Linked DNA regions of Sus scrofa: region 1 is linked to region 2. The links are chromatin contacts, called in public HiChIP or PLAC-seq maps. All regions are on one chromosome and are shown on one strand. Each heading gives the region's core, a stretch centred on a gene start, on an enhancer-like site or on the middle of the called end of the contact. The rest is flanking DNA. Distances are from core to core; before and after follow the strand shown.

The links. HiChIP or PLAC-seq counts read pairs in DNA pulled down with a chosen protein or histone mark.
Region 1: a contact with region 2 is called in an H3K27ac HiChIP or PLAC-seq map of skeletal muscle. The contact joins two enhancer-like sites. A contact is called at or near these places in 1 of 47 Hi-C or Micro-C datasets (heart right ventricle) and 1 of 2 datasets of contacts at active chromatin or transcription factors (skeletal muscle).

The regions. Positions count from the first base shown.
Region 1 is chr2:151,608,008-151,611,609 of Sscrofa11.1, reverse strand. The region is part of intron 3 of SYNPO (synaptopodin); the gene reads right to left. Among named protein-coding and RNA genes, the nearest start is that of MYOZ3, 26 kb to the left of the region's middle. Within about 2 kb of position 1,514, at least 13 of the 83 cell types and tissues checked have an H3K27ac peak or open chromatin away from gene starts, as enhancers often do. A contact at or near this core is called in skeletal muscle, where this site is marked.
Region 2 is chr2:151,268,654-151,272,275 of Sscrofa11.1, reverse strand. CAMK2A (calcium/calmodulin-dependent protein kinase type II subunit alpha) reads left to right here. Exons shown (of 20, transcript XM_021085017.1): 14 at 1,889-1,929. Among named protein-coding and RNA genes, the nearest start is that of SLC6A7, 49 kb to the right of the region's middle. Within about 2 kb of position 1,490, at least 12 of the 83 cell types and tissues checked have an H3K27ac peak or open chromatin away from gene starts, as enhancers often do. A contact at or near this core is called in skeletal muscle, where this site is marked.

The sequences.
Region 1 (3,602 bases), core at 265-2,764, 340 kb before region 2:
ATAGCAATTACTCAGGGAGGTTGTTAAATTGCAGATTCTGATTCCGGGCTGGGGTGGGGCCTCCGTGTCTGTGTTTCTAAGAAGCTTCTGGGTAGTGCTGATCCTGCATCCAGGTTGCCCTGCGATCAGGACAGAAAACTGAGCGTCCTTCCCTGAAAACAGACGGAGGAACTGAGGCCCGGAAAGGAAAGGGGCCGGCCCGACGCGCCCGGTGGAGCTCCGGCCAGGGACGGTCCCGAGGGGCTCTGGGGTTGGGGGGTGCCGGGGGTGGAAGAGGGCACCGCCAGCGTTTCAGGGAGGCCATCCAGGGCCAGGCCTTCATTGGGCCAAAAGCTGAGCCTCCCGGGGTCCACGGGCCCCCACGGGGAATCCAGGGAAATAAGAATCTACCCAAACAGAGGCTCTCAGCTCCAGCGGCCAGGGTCCTCTGCCCACGGTCATGCCCTCACCAGCTCGCGTGAGGCAGGGGGACCCTCCTGGAAGGCAGGGTGCGACGGGGGGCCAGGAAAATGCACACCCGACCAGGGGGAGGCAGGTGAGGCCTGAACTCTCCTGCGGAGCGCTGGGGGTGGGGGGCCCGTGGCCCGCACCGCCAGGATGGGCGTCGGAGGGAAAGCAGGACAGAGAGGGCGAGAGCAGCCTCCCTCCTGGGCTCGGCCTCAAGCCCCTCTGCAGGCTTCGGCCCTCACTGTCCTCACGGTGGTTGCCTCACGGCCCCTGCAGGTTCTCAGACACGAGCCAAGCCCTCGCCCCAGGGCCTTTGCACCGGCTGCTGCCTTGCGAGACTCCTTTCCCGCACAGCCCTCGGGTGTCCCTTTCTGCCCACACTTCTCGGCCTCCAGGTCCGCTGATGGGTCTCAGGGCGGGCGCCTGTCCTCGAGGCCTCATTCCTCCGCCGCGGCCCCGCCACCTCCCTGCAAACTCTCATCAGCTTGTGATGCCGTCACTGTTTGTTTTAGGCCGGGCTGCCCTCCCCTCCCCCAGCGCAGGCACCTTGGCTCTCCCTCTCTGCTGCGTGCCGGCCCCGCGCCTAGGCTGTAGCCGGGCTCGGTAAACACCTGCTGACGGAAGGAGGGAAGAAACACTTGAAAACGCGGCTCACATCCACCTCCGAGGCCCCTGGGAGAAGGTGGGCAGGCCCCGGGCTTGCAAACCCTCTGGGTCTCACCCTCGGCTCTGTGCCACCCCAGCTGAAAGGCCCTCGCAGGCCGCCCCGCTTCTCCGGCCGGGTCTCCACACCGTCTGTCGGGCCTAAATGAGGCGGAACCGGTTCTGAAAGCAGGAGAGAGCTTTAACGGTAGCCCTGCTCTCTGTGTGAGGCCCAGAGAGGCAGAGGGCCTCATTGGAGGCCACACAGCCAGTGCGTGGTGACGCCAGACCCTCCGCACAGCCTAAAGCCGACAGGCCCACCCAGGCCCCGTGGGGGCACCATCTGCCGGAGGCCGGGTGGGGGTGGGGGGCAGAGGAGAGGCGGCTGCGAGCATCCAGCCTCAGGCCCAGAGCCAGGGTTGTGGTGGGCGGGGACCGGCAGCTGGGCACGGGGGAGCCAACTGGCACGAGCTGGGTGGTGGCAGGCCTGCTCGCCATGCGCGTGACAGGCTATTTTTTAATCAGCACCCTCCCCATCCCCCGATTTCATGTGCCCTCCCGAAGGGCCCCATATCAGGAATCACGTCCCAGCTGAGACCAGTGGGGATCGGGGGGTGGGTCCCCAAGGCCCAGAGTTTCAGGAAGCCCCTGTCTTCCTGAGCAGCCCAGAAGGCGGGGAGCCTGTGTGACCTTGGCCTGTCCCTGGGCCCTGTGACCTGGGCATCCCCCACAGGCATGGTGATGGACTCACGCCCCCTCCGCTGAGCTCAGTACAGCTCAGGCTCTTGGCATCCACTCCAGCTTCACGAGACCAACGACGCCCCCTCGTCAGGCCCTGGGAGAGCCTCCTGGGCCCGCAGCACCGCCCACTGACCCTCCCTGACAACAACGGAGGCGAGGACCAGAGGTCGATATCACTCCAGGGTCAGCCTCAGACCCCAGGCCCACTGAGGCTCCTTTCTGCCCCGAGGGCAGAGACGATGGGGAGCAGAGAGGAACAGCAGAGTCCGGGGCAGGCGGCATGGCCTTCCGGGCCCCGGGCACTCACCTGAAGCAGGGAGAGTGTGCCAAGCAGAGTGAAGCACATGGGCTTCGGGCCCGACGGCCTGGATTGGAAGCTGGCCAGTTACCAGCTGTGTGACCTTGGGAAGCTCACTGAACCTCTCCGTGCCTCTCTGGCCCCACCGGTAAAATGGTGCTAATACCAGGGCTGACTTCGGAGAGGGGTGAGAAGTCACAAGTAACCGTGAAGACTGGCTATTTTTTCAGAACTCTGGCTCTCACCTCTCAAATCCTTTAGTCTCCGGGAGACTTTACTCCAGAGGGTTACGCTGGAGAGTCTCAGGCCCACCCGCTGGCCTGTCCGGGCCTCACCGGCCCGCCCTTCCTGCCGCACCCTGGGGGCCGCCCCTCGGGCCAGCCCGTGGTTTGGGGTCCTTGGAGCTCTTTCACACCCACGATGGCCTCATATCCTCCCACGTCCATTTCCCAGCAGCTCAGGACGCAGCCCCAGCCCGGGAGGAAGCCAATGACCTGTCCAAGACCACCGGCCGGTAGCTAAGCGTGGCGGTGGAAAGTGTCCCCGCCTGAAGCGCGGGCCCCCCTCCTACCCGAAACATCCCGCAGCAACGAACGGAGATCGCAGGCCTGAGTTTTCTGCAGGGCTTCGCTATTTGAACAGGGATCCACACATGATCGTGTTATTTAGCACGTAATAGTTATTTTTTATCATCTCATTTAAATTTCAGAACAAGTGTAATAAGATAGGGTCTGTTATTGCTTCGATTTTCAAAGGTGGGGAAGCAAAAGCGAGGAGAGGTTATATAACACGCTCAGGATCCCGACGAGCCGGGAAGAGAAGCCAGGGCTCCAGCCGCAGGATCCGTGTGTTAGCCACGCAGGGCTCCGGCCAGCACGGCAGCCGACTGCAGCCCCGGAAGGCCGGGCAGGGCCGGCGCAGCCCTGCCCCGAGCGGAGAAGAGGAAGCCAGGAAGGTGGAATTTCAGGCAGCGGCCCGTGGGAAAGATTTCGCTCCGAGAGCGAGGGCTTTGGGGAGCCTCTGGAATCCCAGGGCCTGGAGGCCTCTCCACATGGACGCCTCGTCTGGCCGCACCGGGTCGGGACGGAGCCACCGTGTCCAGGGACAGTTCGCAAAAGACTCTGAGCTCACCCACGCGTGGCCCTGACTCGGCAGAGCCTGGCCGCCCCGTGACCAGACAGACGCAGGTCCTGGGTTGCTCTGGGTGGACAGAGATGAAGGCATGTCCATAACCCAAAGCCGATGCCCCCCGCGCCCGCCCCCGGCTCCTAGTTCAGACCGTGTACCATCCCCTGAAACGCGCTTCTCCCCAACCCAGTCCTGCCCGTTCCTCTAGGCCCAAGTTCTAGACTTGTCAACTCCACCAACCACGCCTTCAAATGCCATTCGGGTTTCGGTTCCAGTGTCCCCTCCTAAGAGAGGCCTTCCCTAACCACCAACATCAGGCAGTCCCTCCAGGCGCCTCCATCGTCGC
Region 2 (3,622 bases), core at 241-2,740:
CTAGTCAGGTTCTTCACCCGATGAGCCACAGCGAGAACTCCGCAGTGCAGGTTTGACCAGCCCCAGAGCAAGTGCCCTTCCTAGGCTGGGTCACCGATGCGTCCAAGGCGGGAGCCTTCGGCCTTGGCCTGTTAAGGCGGGGCGTCCTTGCGCCCGCAGCATGTGGCCCCGAAGAGAGAAGGGGAAGGGTTTAGCGCTGGGGCTTAGCGAGAAGCTCCCCTGGCACGGTGGCGAGTGCCGGGGCCAATGCCCGCCAGAGGCTTGGCTCTCGGGAGCCTGGGGAGGCTGACAGGGCAGCCGAGCAGATATAGCCAAGCTCACCCGAGGGGCCCTTGGGCTACCGTGGGCACAGGGCCCGTCCCACCACCAGGCCCGGCCTCTGGGAAGCTCCGGCCCTGGCTTTGCCGAGAGGGTCCATCTGCCCGTTTTACCAGCTGGGACAAGACCCGGGGCCAGGAAACTGCTGGAAGCTGGGCTTGGTGCTCTCTCCCCGACCCCTGCCCTGCCTTCCCCCCCGCCCCCAGACCAGGATCCTGCAGTTCCTTCAGCTGAAAGATGAGCCGCCCGGCAGGCAGAGGCTTTTTTTAACAACTGAAGCGCCTGGAGAACTCCAGTCCAGAGCTCACACCATGGGGTGTCTGGGTAGCTCCCCTCCCACCATGTGCCGGGGGGGCCAGTGGTGGTTAAAAAAATCATGGGGGGCAAGCGCTTAAAAGCCAGGAGATTTCATAGCAACTCCCAGATTTCTGACTTCTCCTGAAAGTCAGAATGTGTGGCCTCACGGGCCCCGCAGTGCCGGAGCAGCGGGCTGGGGCCACTTGGAGGCCGGAGGGGCAGGGAGGTCCCGAACTGGCCCACAGAGCCCGGGGGTGGGGGGACAGCCGTTCCTCTCGGCCTCGGGACCCAGGGGCACTCACTGCCCCCCGCCCCCAACTGCTTTGCAAGAGGGAACCTCGGTCTGAGAGGCCGAGGGGGCCCAGAGGTGGGAATGTGGTGACGGCCGGGGGGCTGAGCCCCGTCCTTCCACGCCTCGGGGGCGCCGACGCCCCGGGCCCCTCTCCTCCCCGGCTCGCCCTCCCCGGGCTGCCGGGACGAGGACCTTCCGTGGCGGCCGTTGACTGAGCATCTGCTGCGTACGCATCGGGAGCCGTGTCGGGAGCCGTGTCAGGCGCTTCGGAGATACCGTTGCGTTTCTCTCGAGGCCGTTTGCTTGGGGTCTGAAGCAGCCGGGGGCCCGGGCCCGGGCTGGGCATTCCTGCCCTTTCCCCCAAGGGCTCAGGCCGGGGGCGACCGGGAGGGCAGGGCAAGGAGGGCAAGTGTGGCCTCCCCGAGAGCTGTTGCTCGGCCGCCCCCGCGTGGGGCTCGGGGCTGGAGGCAGGGAGGCCTCTGCAGGGGAGGCTGCTCTGCAGGGGAGGCCCCAGACAGGGGGCACCTGCTTCTTCTCACGGGCGAAATGCGGCTCGCAGCTGTCGAGAGCGAGTGGGCAGGGCTGACACATGACCCACAGCAGCATGGGGCTAAAATTAGAGCGGGCCGGAGGGGAGGGAGCCGCCAGCCCCGGGCCGGGCAGCCGGGCCTCCGGGTTGGCCTCCAACAGCTCGGGGAGCGACCGGGCTCTAGAGGGAACCCCCAGACTGAAAGAGCAGCTCCACGGCCCCGGGACAGGCCAAGCACCCACCGCGGCCCATGGGGCCCGAGGGTCACACTTGAGATCGCTGCCAAGGCGGAGCCCAGCCCACCCGGGAAGGAAGAGGGCCCAGGAGGAGGCGTCCCCGCGTTGCCGGCCGGCCCCGTGCCTTCCGCTGCCCGTGGATGCTGCTCTTCCTGGCCCTGTGGGCCCTGGTGCCCTGCCTGGTGTTGCTAAGCCTCTACTTTTACTCCTCTGCAGGTGGGAAGAGTGGCGGAAACAAGAAGAATGACGGCGTGAAGGTAAGGCCCGGAGAGCTGGCAGGGCCTGCCTCCGGGGGCGCTTCCGCCCTCAGGGCCCGGCTGGCAGGGCCAGGGGCAGAGCCAGGCCTTGCTCGCGGTGTTCTGGGCAGGTTGGTCGCCCGGGCAGACCGGCGTCCCCAGACCCAGAGACCCGGGCTTCCGGGCCCCCGTTCCCGCCAGGATCGGGGCAGGGGGAGGGGAGGGCTGAGGAGCGGGGGAGAGGCAGGTGGCCTGGGGTTGGGGTGGCCCTAAGGACGGAGGCCGAAGGAGACTCTGTGGTTCTCCAGGGCTAGAGGGCTGGGGAGCTAGGGTGCAGAGAGGGCTGGGTGCCGGGAGCCGTGCCTCCCTCTTCCCGAGTGGGGGCTGGCGGCCCGGGGCCCCTGACCCGAGGCACGGCCTGTCCAGCCTACGAAGCCCACAGAGGATGGGCAGCCCAGCCTCTCGGCTTTGACATCCAGAGGCACCCATCCCCACGGAGGCCTGCCAGTTCAGCGCCAAGAATTCCGCCCCTCCCCGGACCCAGGCCGCCCTGTCCCACGCCTGCTGCCCGAGCCCCTTGCTCCACACCCGCCTGACATCCGTCCCCTCCCTCCGCTCGCCCTGCCCTCTGGGGCCTGGTCCCCGCTCTCCGCAGCTCCCTCCTCCCCTGCCACTGGCTCGCCTTGTGGGTTCTCCTCTCTTGAGACGCTGCCTTTTGCTGGGCTCGGACCCTGCCCAGCCAGGGCCCCAGGGCAAGGCTGTGCCCGGGACACTGAAAGCTGTGGCACGCTGTCCAAACACAGCCACCCAGGTGGGCCGGTGGCTTCATGGCTTGGTTTGTAGTGGTGTTTAGAGTCTCAGGCCCCTGTCTTGGTCTGCCGGGGCTTGGAGGGAGGGGAGCCGGGCTGTCTGCCTGAGGCCGGGATCTGGGCCCTGCTACTCTTAGGGCTTGAGGTTCCCCGTGGGTACAGTGGTGTGAAAGGGGGGTGAACCCATGACTTCCAAGATTTTGGCTTAAAGAAACAAGAATGAAATGGGGGCAGGCTCGTTCTTTAAGGCCTTAGCCTGCTGTGGCCCTCTTGGGCTGGCCAAGCAATAAAGCTCTTTTTCTCCTTAAAAAAAAAAAAAAAAAGTTTGGAGTTCCCATTGTGGCTCAGCAGAAAGGAATCTGACGAGCATCCATGAGGACGCAGGTTCGATCCCTGGCCTCGCTCCGTGGGTTAAGGATCCCGTGTTGTCGTGAGCTGTGGTGTAGGTTGCAACACCTGGCTTGGACCTGGCATGGCTGTGGCATAGGCCAGCAGCTGCAGCTCTGATTAGACCCCTAGCCTGACAACCTCCATCTGCCGTGGGTGTGGCCCTAAAAAGACAAAAAAAAAAAAAAGTTTTCCCTTCTCATCTTGGGTGCTTGAGGAGTCTGTAACTGTTCGGTTATGGGCCAAAGCTCGTGGTTTTCCAGTGGACTCCTGGGTCTGGGGAGGCGCCTCTGGCAGCAGGTGGGGACGATGGGAGAGGGGGCGGCCCAGGAGAGAAGGTTTGGGGCGTCTCCCGCCCACTGCAGACAAACAGCTCCGTGGACCATGGCAGTGGCGGAGAGCCTGGGTGAGCGGACAGCGGTTTTCCGCCCCCCCCCCCCGAGCCTGTACCCCTCATCGTGCGCTGGGAGGAGAGGGGCTCCGGCCTGCCAGGGCCGTCGTGAGGCGGCGCTGAGAGG